Linked DNA regions of Sus scrofa: region 2 is linked to region 1. Evidence: chromatin contacts called from public HiChIP or PLAC-seq data. All regions are on one chromosome and are shown on one strand. Each heading gives the region's core, a stretch centred on a gene start, on an enhancer-like site or on the middle of the called end of the contact. The rest is flanking DNA. Distances are from core to core; before and after follow the strand shown.

Evidence for each region. HiChIP or PLAC-seq counts read pairs in DNA pulled down with a chosen protein or histone mark.
Region 2: an H3K27ac HiChIP or PLAC-seq map of alveolar macrophages shows a contact between it and region 1. The contact joins two enhancer-like sites. A contact is called at or near these places in 16 of 47 Hi-C or Micro-C datasets (adipose tissue, blood, brain and 6 more) and 2 of 2 datasets of contacts at active chromatin or transcription factors (alveolar macrophages and skeletal muscle).

The regions. Positions count from the first base shown.
Region 1 is chr7:112,569,926-112,577,217 of Sscrofa11.1, forward strand. The region is part of intron 14 of RPS6KA5 (ribosomal protein S6 kinase alpha-5); the gene reads right to left. Among named protein-coding and RNA genes, the nearest start is that of TTC7B, 54 kb to the left of the region's middle. Within about 2 kb of position 3,951, at least 1 of the 83 cell types and tissues checked has an H3K27ac peak or open chromatin away from gene starts, as enhancers often do. A contact at or near this core is called in alveolar macrophages, where this site is marked.
Region 2 is chr7:112,850,295-112,857,586 of Sscrofa11.1, forward strand. It overlaps C7H14orf159 (UPF0317 protein C14orf159 homolog, mitochondrial), which reads left to right. Exons shown (of 20, transcript XM_021100082.1): 14 at 56-171; 15 at 2,503-2,689; 16 at 2,692-2,755. Among named protein-coding and RNA genes, the nearest start is that of GPR68, 50 kb to the right of the region's middle. Within about 2 kb of position 4,372, at least 1 of the 83 cell types and tissues checked has an H3K27ac peak or open chromatin away from gene starts, as enhancers often do. A contact at or near this core is called in alveolar macrophages, where this site is marked.

The DNA.
Region 1 (7,292 bases), core at 2,701-5,200:
TTTTACTTACGAGTTTTGTGCCCTTGGGCAAATTAGTTTAAGCTCTCTTAGACCATTTCTTCATCTATAAAATAAAAGTAACAAGGTGTAGCACCAGGTTTACGTGACATTGCGTTCTTCACACACCTAGCATCGTGTCTGGCGCCCAGGAGATACTCAGCAAGTGGTTAATCTCTGTCTCCCAAGGCTAAGCTTCTATGAAAGAAGCCCTGTCTTCCTGAACTTCTCCACTGCTGCTGCCCCCAGGGCTGGGGGCTGCTCCCTACACCTCCTCTGCGCCCCGTGCAGACCCTGGCAGATGCCTTTTCACTCTGTGGGGTGCTTATCCAACACATGCCTGTCCGCCCCGCTAAACCCCTGCTCCTCGGGGGTAGAACTAGGTCTGCGTCTCACTCTATCCCCACACCTTGCAATGTGCCAGGGTCTGCCATCCAATGCTTATTAGTGGAATGAGTAAAAACTCCTTAAAAATACTGTAAGGCAGTGATAAGGCAGAGACTGTCTTGATGGAATGGTTTCGATGAAACAGAGGGACCCCAGCAGGCAATCGTCCTGGGGAGTCTCTGGGGACGGAGGCCACATCTGTCCAGCACTCCTCTTCCTCGATGCCAGGAATTCCTGCGTTTCCACCATCCTCTCTTCCCAACCCTCGCTATTAAATGGGAAAGCTTGCCTTTCTAGCTGCAAGCTCCACCTCCCCAAACAGGGGACAGAGGCTCTTCTACTACCTAGAGAGAAACAAAGAAAGCCCAGCAGGTGGTGTGCTAATGGGATCAGGCGTTGCTATGGGGTACTTTTCTCATCACTCAGAGAGATAGATGGGTGAGAGTCTGGATTCTGCAGATCAGAAAACTGAGTATAAAGACTGGGTTGATAACCTGCTCAGATCCGGCCAGAGGAGGGGGAATGCAGCAATGGTGGTGGTGGTGACACCTGTCATTGTAATGGAAAGCACGCAAGTCTATTGGCTGCTTACTTTGTGCCAGGCTCTATTCTAAGTATTCTATGTGTATCGACTGATTTCATCCTTTATTACCTACACCTTCCCCAAAAGAAAGGATGCAGAAAGGCGGGCCACCCTGCCTGAGCTCTGCTACCCAGAACTGGCAGCGTGTGGACAGGGACCCAGGTGTCTGCCCTCAGAGTCCAAACTCAGTTTCTTGAGCAATAGTCCTGTGCTTGTCTGCCTAACCCTTCCACACGGAGTTCCAGAAGCTCCAGAAATGCAATGTGACCTTGGTATTTCCTGCCTGGTCCATATGTCCGCAGGCCTCTCTTGTCTTTGGGGGGGAGTCTCTCCTAGACGGTGACAAAGGCTAAGTTCTCCTGCCATAACTCGATATCATACAGCTCTTTGTGTTTTTTCTTTTTGGCTTTTTAGCACCGCACTTGCGGCACATGGAGGTTCTCAGACTAGGGGTCAAATCGGAGCTACAGCTGTCGACCTATGCCACAGCCACAGCAAGGCAGGATCTGAGCCACGTCTGTGACCTACACCGCAGCTCATGGCAATGCCAGATCCTCAACCCACTGAGCAAGGCCAGGGATCGAACCCGCAACCTCACGGTTCCTAGTCAGATTCATTTCCACTGTGCCACGACAGGAACTCCCACACAGCTCTTTGACTTCCTTCTTCCTGCTCCTCTTTTCTCAGGCTGACTTTTTCAAAACTGAACTTTAATTTAGAAACAACATGCGTGAGGATAAGCGCCAGACGCTAGGTGCACAGCTCCATGACTTCACCACAAAGTAAACATACCCATTTTAAGAAACAACATTTCCCACATGTTGGAAGCTGAGAAGCTTCCCTCGTGCCTCGGATATAATCCTTCTCCTATGTCCATCCAGCTCTAGAGATCTGCCTGCTTTTGAACTTGATACAAATGGAAGCTTGCAGTATATGTTCCTTTACAACTGGCTTCTTTTAAGGTTGTCTGGGAGGTTCATCCGTGCTCTTGTGAAGCAGTCACTCCCTCCTGGTTACTGCCATCTGGTGTGATGTCTACACCACAGACCCCTCTGCAGTTCCACTTCATATCCCACCACCCCCGCTCTCCCCTCCCTCTATGCTGTGGATACTCGACACGCCACGTCCTCCTTCTCTGGGGCTTCCTGGCTGCCACAGAGGAGCGAGGTGCCCTGGGACCCAGTCAGCACCCACACATCCAACCCCAGGTGAACCTACGCTGGGGGAAACCTCTCACCAGGGAGATGGAAGCCAGGGGACAAATCCCTCTCATCTCTGATCCACCGACAGGCCGCCCTGAGACACGGTAGGTCGCAAAGCTCTTGGAAGATGACACTTTTGTAGTGAGTAGCGACCAACACAGTAACACCCCCGCCTTCCACTCTGGCCTCACTCTGTTTTCCCTTCTGTCTCTTTCTTCAGTTGGACGGCAGTGGGAACCCCATTCCCCAGTGTAACTGGGGTGTCAGACAGGAAGTCATGCAACTTCAAAGTCCCTTCCTAAGGTTCTGCTTTTGGGGTCACTGTTGGCACCAACTCTCGTAGCCTGGGTTCCCCAGAAAGCACACAATCTAAAGCAAAAGCTTATATACAATCATGTTAGGAAGGAGTACAGTCCCTGGGGAGGAGGTTTGAGGAGACAGGGACCAAGGCCCCCGCTAAAATGGCCCAGCAGGGATCAGGGGACACAATGCGAATGGATTCTGAGGATGCTGAACTGGGGTGGGCGGGTGGAACATAAGGCCTGACGGAGAAGAAATTATTGCCATGGAAACATTTTCTGAGACTCAGGATTCAACATCCTGGCAGGGCCACCTGGAGCCAGTGCTGGGAGTCGGCTGCAAAGGCTCCCTTGAAGCTGGGACAAAGCAGTGCACAGGGTCAGCAGATACACAGATTCATAAAGCTGCAGCAGCAGTCAAGATGCTGTGGACATGGCACGCTCAGAATCAACCCTAGGAAGTCCAGAAGTCACAGCAAATGACATGCACAGGAGCCTGTCACCTCCCTCTATTGCACCAAGGCTTCTTCCTTAACTCACATCTCTGGCCTCATCGAGGGGGGCTCCCCATGATCAAGAGCCACTGGCCTACACCACAGCCATAGCAACTCGGGATCCGAGCCGCGTCTTCGACCTACACCACAGCTCACAGCAATACCAGATCCTTAACCCACTGAGCAAGGGCAGGGATCAAACCCGCAACCTCATGGTTCCTAGTTGGATTTGTTAACCATTGCACCACGACGGGAACTCCTCAGCCTAAGAATTTTAAAGGCACACAGACATTCAGTTCCAGTTTCGAGAGGAAACTGGGCCTACCTTCTAGATGAGCTGGCCTGCTTTCAGGTGGGTGCAGTTGGCCTGTTAGAACATGAAAAGCTCAGTGAAGTCGCCCACTCAAGACAGTAGCCGGTGGGGCTGGGGGGCTGTCCTTGAGGACTGTGCTGAACCACTGATCAATGGCTGATCCACTGGTGTTGGGTCCCCCACTCTAGAGTCTAAGGGGGAAGGACCCATTATTCTATAATTACAGAAATCACATTGCCTGCTGCTGTGGCCTCGGGGTCTGTGAGATGTCTTGTGTCCGTGAACTCAAGCGATCGGCTCCTCTGGTCACAGGAGGGGGTCACTCAGTGCGCCTTCCGCCCTCCCTCCCTCTTTCCCTGCCTCCCTCCTGCCTCCCCGGGATGCTGCTACTCAGGAACAAGACAAAACATAAGCTTTAACTCTAGGTTCTGCTTCTAGGAAACCCAGACAGAACAGCTTTCTATTGTTGATAAACGTTGGACTCGTTTCCAGTTTGGGGCATTTTGAAACCTGCTGCCATATATCTTCTTGTCCATGTCTTTCGGACATAAAACCACGCATTTTTGCTGACTACATCCCTGAGACTGGAACTGCTGGCCTTTTGCTCTGTGTCTGTTCAGTAGGCACTGCCGAGTAGTTTTCCAAAATCTGCTCCACTTCCTCATCTCACCCTACTTCCTAACAGATATTATGTGGCTACATCCAAGAAAGTACCCTTTGCCTTATAGTTTTCTTGCTTTCTGATGTGTAAGAATTCAGCAGGCTGTTGGGGTGGAATTCTCCAATTTGGAAATACTTAAAGGAGACTGGTGATAGGGACTTTGTAGACAAGTCCCTTCTCTGGAAGAGGTAGAATTAAACAAACTTTAGGCTCCTCTCAACTCTAAGATCTTACAATTTAGTTGATGATCCTGGAAGCAACTTCTGTTAAGAATAATTCTGTGTCTGCAAACTGCAAGTGGTGCGGCAAGAAAGTATCTATATACCTACAGATATACATCTCTATATATCTGGGTGTGTGTGTGTATACACACATAAGAGGGAATTAGAAAGAAAGAGGAAGCAAATGTGGCGAAATGTCAAATGGTCACAGTGTTATTCTCCCACACTTTCTCCAGGTCTGAAATTTTAAAAATACAATTTTTGAAAGAGAGTGAAAAAATAAGAAATCCTGAATAAAACACTTGGCAGAAGTATGTTTTAAATGTTATTATATTCCACCCCATGGATATGCTATCCACACCTTTGGGCGGGCATATAATCCTATCCTACATTTATTAAATACTGTGTGTTAGGAACTGAATGGCTGTGTGCCTTTAAAATTCTTAGGCTGAGGAGTTCCCGTCGTGGTGCAATGGTTAACAAATCCAACTAGGAACCATGAGGTTGCGGGTTTGATCCCTGCCCTTGCTCAGTGGGTTAAGGATCTGGCATTGCTGTGAGCTGTGGTGTAGGTCGAAGACGCGGCTCGGATCCCGAGTTGCTGTGGCTGTGGTGTGGGCCAGTGGCTCAGCTCCAATTAGACCCCTAGCCTGGGAACCTCCACATGCCGCCAGAGCAGCCCTAGAAAAGGCAAAAAGACAATTAAATAAATAAATAAATAATTAATTAATTAAATTAAATTCTTAGGCTGAAGACCTAACCGTCAATGTGACTCGCATTTGTGGACAGGACCTTTATGGAGATAAAGGTAATGAGGTCATGAGTGTGGGGTCCTCCTCCAAGAGGATTAGTGTCCTAAGAGAAAGAGACCCCAGAGAGCTGGCTCTTGCTCTCTCTCTAAGCACATGCACTGAGGTGAGGTCATGTAAGGACACAGTGAACAGATGGCTGTTTGCAACCCAAGGGAGAAGCCCTCGCCAGATACCAACGGGGCTGGCACCTTGGCCCTGGACGTCTCAGCGCCCAGAACTGTGAAATAAATTTCTGTTGTTTAAGTCACCAGCCTGCAATATTTTGTTATGGTGGCCTGAGGCAGACTAAGATACTGCGTAAGTTCTATTTTAATTCACATCCTGTTCGTTTCCAATGAACTGCACATCCATGAGGTGGGCTAAGTTGTAATCAAAGCCAAATGATAAGACATGACCCATCTTCCTGAAGGAATTGTTTTACCCAATTGGGATAACAGATTGTTTACATACGAAAGGATCCACATTCATGTTTAGATGTGACATGTAAAAACGCCAGAGATAGAAGGCCAACCAGACGAAATAAATTTTGTGCTCACTATGCGATGACTCTGCCTGTGTATCTAGGTGCTCTGGAGATGGGTCCTCGTTTATATTGAAAAGTTTGCAAAACATTCTTTTTTGACAGTTTAAGGCAGGTGCTAACTTTGCTTTTCATCTGCAAGTAGTTCATTTTTGTATCCCTAAAAGGCAGGGATTTTTAAAAACCACAACTACAACTTATTATACCCAAGAACAATTAGCAGTAATTCCTTTGTAGCACCCAGTATCCAGGCAATATTCAAATTTCGCCAGCAGTGTTTTATACGTTGTATGAATATAATTACATTTGTATGATTTAGCATTTGAATTTAACATATAGAACTGAAATTAGAATTTGTCTGAATCAGAATTTAAGTAAGATGCAAACACTGTTTAAGTGTCTTTTCATCTACAGGTTCCCAGGCTTTTTTCTTATAATTTATTTGCTACAAACTGGGTTGTTTGTCTGTAGAACTTCCCACAGTCTGGATATTGTGACTGTATTCCTGTGGCATCGTTTAATCTGTTCCTTGTCCCCTGCTTCTGTTTAAAACTTGACAGCTAGATCTAGAGAGAGGCCTGGCTTCTCTCCATGCCATTATACAAAGTTATTTCCATAGACACGGCATTTGGAGGCCCCAAAATACCTGCCTGAATGTCTAAGACTGCCTTTTAAAACCTTAAAAAGCATGATAATTATAATTGGCCTGTATATAAGTAAGGACTCCTTTACAAAGGAGTCTTTGTAATCTTATTGCTAAAAATGAAAGGCTCTTTTTTTTCTTTTGTTTTTATTAAAGTATAGTTGATTTACAATGTTGTGCCAATTTCTGCTGTACGGCAAAGTGACCCAGTCATACATACATATACATTCTTTTCTCATGATGTCTTCCATCATGGTCTATCCCAGGAGACTGGATATAGTTCCCTATGCTGTGCAGTAGGACCTCACTGTTTATCCACTCTAAATGTAACAGTTTGGGATGGTCAGGGGGTTTGAGGTTGGTAGAAAGGCTCTTTTTTATTTAGATGATTTTTTTAGGAGAGTGCTACTAATGAAAATGTAATCAGTTTAAGTCAAACAAAACTCAAATCTATAGGAGTAAGCTGTTTATTTTTATTTAAAAATAATATTCATAAATATGCAATTTTAGTTTGAAAATTATAAATGATGATTTAAAATTGCTGAAGTAAAAACCGCACAAAGCTTACAAATAAAAGAATCATCCTGCAAGGACAACTGGCCACTGGGGGAAAACAAACTGACACCAAGATAAATCCCAGATGGAGTGCATAAGCATAAAAATAAAACATAATTCTAAAGGAAGATTTAAGAGAATATTTTTATAATCTTGGGTTGGGGTGGAGTGACAATCCGATATCAAAGCCAGATATCATAAGCCTGACATATCTTGCAACATAGAAATAAAAAAACTTCTCTATCTAAACCCCTCTAAAAACAAACTTAAAATCCCATATTACTACAAAGTTTTCAAAGAAATGACAAAGTGGAAAAAACATTTCCGATATTAATGGCAGATAAAGGATTCAAATTCTTAATAGAGCTTTCACCTTCCATAAGAAAAACTTCCCCATAGGAAAGTGGGCAAAGCTCATAAACAGCAATTTATAAAAAAAAGAAAATACAAATGTCTAGATACATGAAAAGATGCTCAAACTGAATGCTCATCAGAGGAACGCATGCAAATGATAACAACAGTAGGAAATAATTTAAGACTGAAATTGATAGTATCCAATGTATTCATATACAATTCATGAGAATATGATCTGGTAAACCCTTTAG
Region 2 (7,292 bases), core at 3,122-5,621, 280 kb after region 1:
CTACTGAAACACAACTATACAAGTTTGTGATTTTATTTTGTTCTTGTCATTTTAGGCAGCCAGGGCATCTGGCACCTGCTCTGTCAAGGTGAGCTGCTGTCACTGTCCCATGCCTGCTCAGTGAACAGGACTGACAGCCGTCCTGCCCTCACTGACTGTGATTCTAATGGAGTGTGACTGTCGGTGAACCACCTGGGAGAAAAGCCCTGCACGTATATAGTTTGTTGGAAGGTGAGACGCTGTGGGGGAAATTGGACCTGGAGAGGGGACAGCCAACTGTGCCCACTGCTTCCTGCGCTGGGGGCTCTGCCATCCGCCCACTGCCCTGTGGTCCACTTTCCCAGTGGTCGGTTGTGCTGCCCTCCTGCTCACCTGACCACCTGCTCTCAGGGTCTGCTGGACCTCAGCTCAGACCTGGTTCTCGCCCACACCAGGGCTTAGAATTTGGAATTTGTTGTATTTGATTTTGCAGGACTTTCATTACATGTGGACGAAGAAAGCAGAAGCAATTAGCCTTTTAATGACAATGATTTCAGTTCATTTTATAACTGAAGCCTAGGACATGTTTAAAGAAGAAAGCTGTCATTTATTCCCTGTCTTGAGCAGAATTGATAAATTGGTTCTTTGTAGCTTAGGTGGGGGGTCTCCTCCTGCCCCGACCTTTGTTGCCTGGGGCTCTTTCTCTCTGTGCCCCCATTGGGGATACGCTGTGTGCTCTGCCCTGGGTGGCTCCCTGATGCCCCATCTTACTATTGTCCTATGTCCTCAGTCCAATGTCAAAGAAACAAGAAAGAGTCAGGCTTTGCTCAGCACCTGCTTTGTGCCAGGCCCCCAGCTCTGTGCTGGCGCTCATCGCACTGTTGTGTCCACATCAGTCCTAGGTGAGGTCATGATTAATCTTTTTTTTTTTTAGGGCCACACCTGTGGCATATGGAAGTTTCCAGGCTAGGGGTTGAATTGGAACTGCAGCTGCCAGCCTATACCACAGCCACGGCAACACCAGATCTGAGCTGAGTCTCAGCTTAGACCACAGCTCGAAGTAACGCTTAACCCACTGAGCAAGGCCAGAGATCGAACCTGTGTCCTCATAGATACTAATCGGGTTCATTTCCGCTGAGCTATCCTATTCTGCAGAGGAGGAAATCACTGAAGCTCAGAGAGGTCCTGAGCTTGCTCAAGGTCACACAGCCAGGAGCTGTTGCTTCCCACCAGGGTTGTTTGGCTCTACTCAGCCTCCTTGCCAAGCCACCGGGCCACCCCTCACAGCACACAGAGGGGCTGGGTCTTTCTCCTGTCCTGAGTGCCCCCATCCCCTGGAGATGTCTGGTGACTACCCTCTGGTGCACCCACTGCCCCCTGCTGGTCTTTCCCCCAGATGGGAGGTGGGGCCAGAGGGGGCAGTGGGAGGAGCCACAGAGGGGCATTTGGGGATCTGTGACAATTTTCTGGCTCCTCACCTTGAGTTTGCTCCGTGGACCCACTAGGGTGGCAGTGACAGCTCCCAAAGGGCTTGGGGTGACAAGACGGGGGGTTGGGGGGGAAGCAGCTGTCTCGAGGTGGTTTTAATGTAGACAAGATGCTTACTCACACTGAATTTATGGGAGGGATGAGGGGCTGATGGAGATTATGGGGGTGACCAAAGCTGCCCCTTGGCACTGATCATAGCCTGCAGAGCAGCCCGGGAGCTCCTGTAGAACCAGCGGGACCATAGCATTGGGTCCACCATCCCTGTCCGGGGCCTCAATTAGCCTCCTCAAGCTCAGCCCAGATGCGACTTGGTCCTGGACCAGCAAATACACAAAGCTTCTACCCTAATTGCTATGAGGTGGTTTAGTTCATGAAAACCAAGTCCATGTTATTTTATTTCGGGATTTGTGTGTTCCACACATCCTACCATAATATGTATTTTTATTGTAATTTGAAAATGTGCTATTTTTAAAAGAGATGATTCCAATTCACTTTGGAAACCAGTAGCTAGGTCCAAGGTCAAACTCTAGGCCAAACTCTAGGACCTTTCCTTTTTTTTCCTTGACCGTCCCTGAAGGTAGTCAGGGAGGTGGGGGTGGGAAGCAGATGAGAACTTAAATTGGGAACTGGAGTCATGACACCGCCCTGCATACTTGGCTTTGCCCAAGTCAGTTCACATCTCTGAGCCTCAGTTTTCCTTCTCTGTAAAATGGGGGAAATAATGGTTCATATCACACAAGACTGTTGTGAAAAGTAATTGAGAATGTGCGTGTCACTTGCTTATCAGGGGGCTGGCCTACCGTCACCATGGGCACCAAAATATGTCGCCAGCACCCACAATGGCAGCAGGCTAGAATAGGCTTCTGGTCACGTGGTATTGGGGGCACCTGTGTACAGCCCACAAGACTGGTGACACTACTGTGACTTCATCCCCATCAACCCTAGGGTTTGTTCAGGTCTAAAAGGAAACTGAAGTGTCTTCTGTGTCGAGGTCTTGGCTTACCTAGCAAAGTATTATTCTACAGGCTTACCTAGCAAAGTATTATTCTGCAGGCTTACCTAACAAAGTATTCTACAGGGAGACATTCAGTAGCAGTAATGGTTACTTTCCAAAGGAGCTTTCAACAAGCCAACGTGAACGCCCCCAGCGCTGGGGCTGGTGGCTCCACCCTTGGCCCTTGCTCTCAAGGTGTTCTGAAGACATGGATCCCAATATTAACTTACAAGGTGGATCAGTGGGAGCTGGCCAGATGTTTCTATGCAGAGATGGGGACCCCAAGTCACCCAGGTAACATGTGTCCTGTCTCAGTTTAAGTGGGTGACAGTGGAGAAGCCCATGTGATGCTGACTTTGGCAACAACATCCCTGCACGTCTCAGCCTCCTGAGAAGACAGAGCCAGGAGCCCAGGGTTTTGATGGGCCAGACTCACCAACGAGGCTGGGGGGTTTCAAGGTGTCTGGGGCTTTACAGAGGGTCTCTGGAAGTAGCGAGTCCCTGAGAGATGGCCTGTCTTCCTATATAGAGAAGATAGGCAAATTATTAAAACAAAACAAAACTAGCAGTTTCTCAAATTGGGTCATGACCATTAGTGAGAAATGAAATCATTTCAAGGGTGGGAAGGGGACGTGTGTGACCAGTGCCTTTGGAAAAGGAAATAGAGAAGTGTCATTGTAGGAGTTCCCACTGTGGTTAAGCGGTAATGAGCCTGCCTAGTATCCATGAGGATAAAACCCATGAGGTGGGTTAAAGAATCTGGCTTTGCCATGAGCTGTGGTGTAGGTCAAAGATGTGGCTTGGATTCAGCATTGCTGTGGCTGTGGTGTAGGCTGGCGGCTACAGCTGGATTTGACCCCTGGACTGGGAACTTCCATATGCCACCAGTGCAGCCCTTAAAAGCAAAAAAAAAAAGAAAAAATTGTATTTCTTGTATAGTAATGGTAAGTACCTGTGTGTGTGTGTGTGTGTGTGTGTGTGTGTGTATTTTTTCCTGTGTGTCGTGGTCAGACATTCTGAAAAATACATCTTTATTGTATGTAGGGATGTTTTCCAGATCTTATAATTTTTTTTTTTTTTTTTTTTTTTGCTTTTTAGGGCCGCATCTGTGGCATATGGAGCTTCCCAGGCTGGGAAATTTAATCGGAGCTACAGCTGCCGGCCTATACCAGAGCCACAGCAACACTAGATCTGAGCTGCGTCTGTGACCTACACCACAGCTCACAGCAATGCCAGATCCTTAAGCCACTGAGCAAGGCCAGGGATTGAACCTGCAACCTCATAGTTCCTAGTCAGATTCATTTCTGCTGCGCCACAACAGGAACTCCAGATCTTATGACTCTTAATACAGTGTTTTGCAAACTTTTTTGACAACAATTCTCAGTAATACATTGTGCATTGTGAACTAGAACATGCATACATGTAGCTGAAACAGAAATTTCAAAAAACAATATTTACTCTTGCTATGTGCCATGTACTTGGATCATTCTATTCTATTCTATTTTTCAGAAAATGCTGACCTGGCCTAATAAGTTTGTTTCACAACCCACTAAGTGTCCACTTCAATTTTTTTTTTTTTCTTTTTAGGGCCGCATGCACAGCATATGGAGATTCCCAGGCTAGGGGTCGAATCAGAGCTACAGCTGCTGGCCTACACCAGAGCCACAGCAACGCAGGATCTGAGCTGGGTCTTCGACCTACACCACAGCTCACGGCAACGCCGGATCCTTAACCCACTGAGCAAGGCCAGGGATCGAACCCACAACCTTATGGTAACTAGTCAGATTCGTTTCCACTGAGCCACAACGGGAACTCCCACTTCAAGTTTTAAAACCCTGCGTTAATAGGCCCAGAGGGCACAGCTCTATTGCAGCTCCCAGCAGAACCCAGTGTTTAGAATGACTCTGAGTCACTGAGGAAAGTTCGATTGTGGATCCAATATGCTATTTAAAGCTACAAGAACATGTGTGGTGCCTAATAGAAGTGTTTATATTCTCCAAACAGTTGGCATTCAAACAAAGCTCTGGCAACTCAGGGGGAAACTAGAAAATCCTCTTGGGTGGGACCTCAGGTGCCATGTAACACAGGTGTGACTCTGTTGGCTGAGTGGAGGGAGGTGCGACAGACCCGACCGCGGGGAGAGAGGGTTCCGCTGTCTTTGGGAAGCTGCAGTAACTCTCCAGGGCGCACCTCCCAGGCCGGGATTCCTTCCCACTGCAGCCAGGCGGACTCGCACGGCCTCAAAGTCAACCTATCTCCCCAAGGTATGTAACCAGCACCCCCCACCCCTGCGGGAAAGGTCCAGAAATGGGGTTCTCTTTCCAGAAGAGAGGATGTATCCATCTCAGCTGGAGCTCTTGCTCTAAACTGCCTTTCCATCGCCCCTGAGGTCGGTCTAGAGGGAATTCAGGGTCAAAGTTCCTTCCGCTTCCTGATTCTGCTTCTCAGAAAAAGCAGCTGCTTTTCCCTTGACTGGGATTGGCCTCGGGAACCCATTCTAACACCTACTCAGGGGCCTGCCATCCAAGCATCCGTGGTGGTGCCACCTTCTCGCCCAACCAAAGGACAGGGACAGACATGGAGATCTTGCTTTCTAAAATATGTGTGGAGTTCCCGTCGTGGCGCAGTGGTTAACGAATCCGACTAGGAACTGTGAGGTTGCGGGTTCGGTCCCTGCCCTTGCTTAGTGGGTTAACGATCCGGCGTTGCCATGAGCTGTGGTGTAGGTTGCAGACGCGGCTCGGATCCTGCGTTGCTGTGGCTCTGGCGTAGGCCGGTGGCTACAGCTCCAATTAGACCCCTAGCCTGGGAACCTCCATATGCTGTGGGAGCGGCCCAAACAAATAGCAAAAAGACAATAAATAAATAAATAAATAAAATATGTGTAGGCAGAGCATTCAGAGTTAAGTTTTTTTTTTATTACTGTGATAAAATATGCATAACATAAATCTTACTATTTTAACCATTGTTTTCTTTTCATGACCACACCTGCGGCATATGGAAGTTCCTGGTCTAGGGGTTGAATCAGAGCCTCAGCCAGGGCAACACCAGATCTGACTCTTATCTGCAACCTGCACCGTAGCTTGTGGTAATGCTGGCTCCTTAACTGACTGACTGAGGCCAGGAGTCAAAACTGTATCCTCACAGACACTATGCTAGGTTCTTAACCTGCCAAGCCACAATGGGAATTCCTATTTTAACCATTTTTTAGTGTGCAGTTCAGTGGTTTTTTTTTAAAAAAAAGTATGTTTACCTGGTTGTGCAGCTGTCCCCACCATCCATCTCCTAAACTTTTCATCTTCCCAAACAGAAACTCTCTACCCATTAATCAAAACCTCTCACGCCCCCTCCCCCACCCCCTGGAAACCACCTTTCTACTTTTGTCTCTGCGGATTTGGCTACTCAAGTAACTTATAAAGTCAAATCATACAGTATTCGTCCTTCTGTGGATTTGACTACTCAACTTATAAAGCGGAATCATACTTTATAATGATTCGTCTTTCTGTGGGTGGCTTATTTCTCTTAGCAAAATATCCTCAAGGTTCATCCATGTTATAACAGGCCAGAATTTCCTGCCCCCCCCTTTTTGTCTTTTTTTTAGGGCCACACCTGCAGCGCATGGAAGTTCCCAGGCTAGGGGTTAAATCAGAGCTGCAGCTGCCAGCGTAAGCTACAGCCACAGAAACTCCAGATCCAAGCCACATCTGCAACCTCCACCACAGCCACAGCAACACCAGGTGATCCTTAACCCACAGAGTGAAGCCAGGAGGGACCCATGTCCTCATGGATACCAGTCAGGTTCGTTACTGCTGAGCCACAACGGGAACGCCCAGAATTTCCTTCCTTTTTAAGGCTGTGTAATCTTGCCTTGTATGAACACACTGCGCTTTGCTCACTTGTTCATCCCGCAGGGGACACGTGGGTTGCTCCCACCTTCGGCCTGATATAAATAGTGCTGCTCTGAACGTGATGGATGAATAGCTCTTTGAGATCCAGGTTTCAATTCTTTTGCATCTGTACCCAGAAGCAGAACTGGTGGATCATATGCTGATTCTAGTTAAACTTTTTTGAGGAACCATCATATGGTTTTCCATAGCAGAGTTAAGCTTTTAAAGAACTCCATCGTGGGGGGCTTTAGAGAAATGGAAACGTGTAATGTAATTTCCATCTTAAATTAGATGATTGAAACAGTATTCCTCCTAATCCTGTTAGCAACCACAACCACTAACACTGAGCCCTGAGTGGGTGTGCAGGTGTGTGCTAAGCATCTCTTTTGCATTTTTTTTTCTTGTCTTTTGTCTTTTTAGGGCCACACCCACAGCATATGGAGGTTCCCAGGCTAGGGGTCTAATCAGAGTTATTGCTGCCAGCCTACGCCACAGCCACAGCGAAGCCAGACCCAAGCCACGTACGTCTGCGACCTACACCACAGCTCACAGCGACACAGGATCCTTAACCCACTGAGCGAGGCCAGGGATCGAACCTGCAACCTCACGGTTCCTAGTCGGATTCATTTCCCCTGCGCCATGATGGGAACTCCCTCTCTTTTGCATTTTCTCCGTTAACCCTTTCAACGCCCTAAGAGGCAGGGACAGTTGTTAGGCAGCCTGACAAATGCAGAAAACGAGGGTTACAGCATTCAAGTGACTTGCTGAAGGCCTGTAGCCTCAGGACCTGGACCCAGCACAATCTGATTTCACAACCCATGATCTTACCAGCATCCTGCCTGCACAGCCTTCTCTCTCTAACGCTTTCTGTTGGAAGATGTCTATCTTGTGTTAGAGTCATTTGTCTTCTGTTTCCATTCCTTTTTAACCTGTTTTGTTTCTGT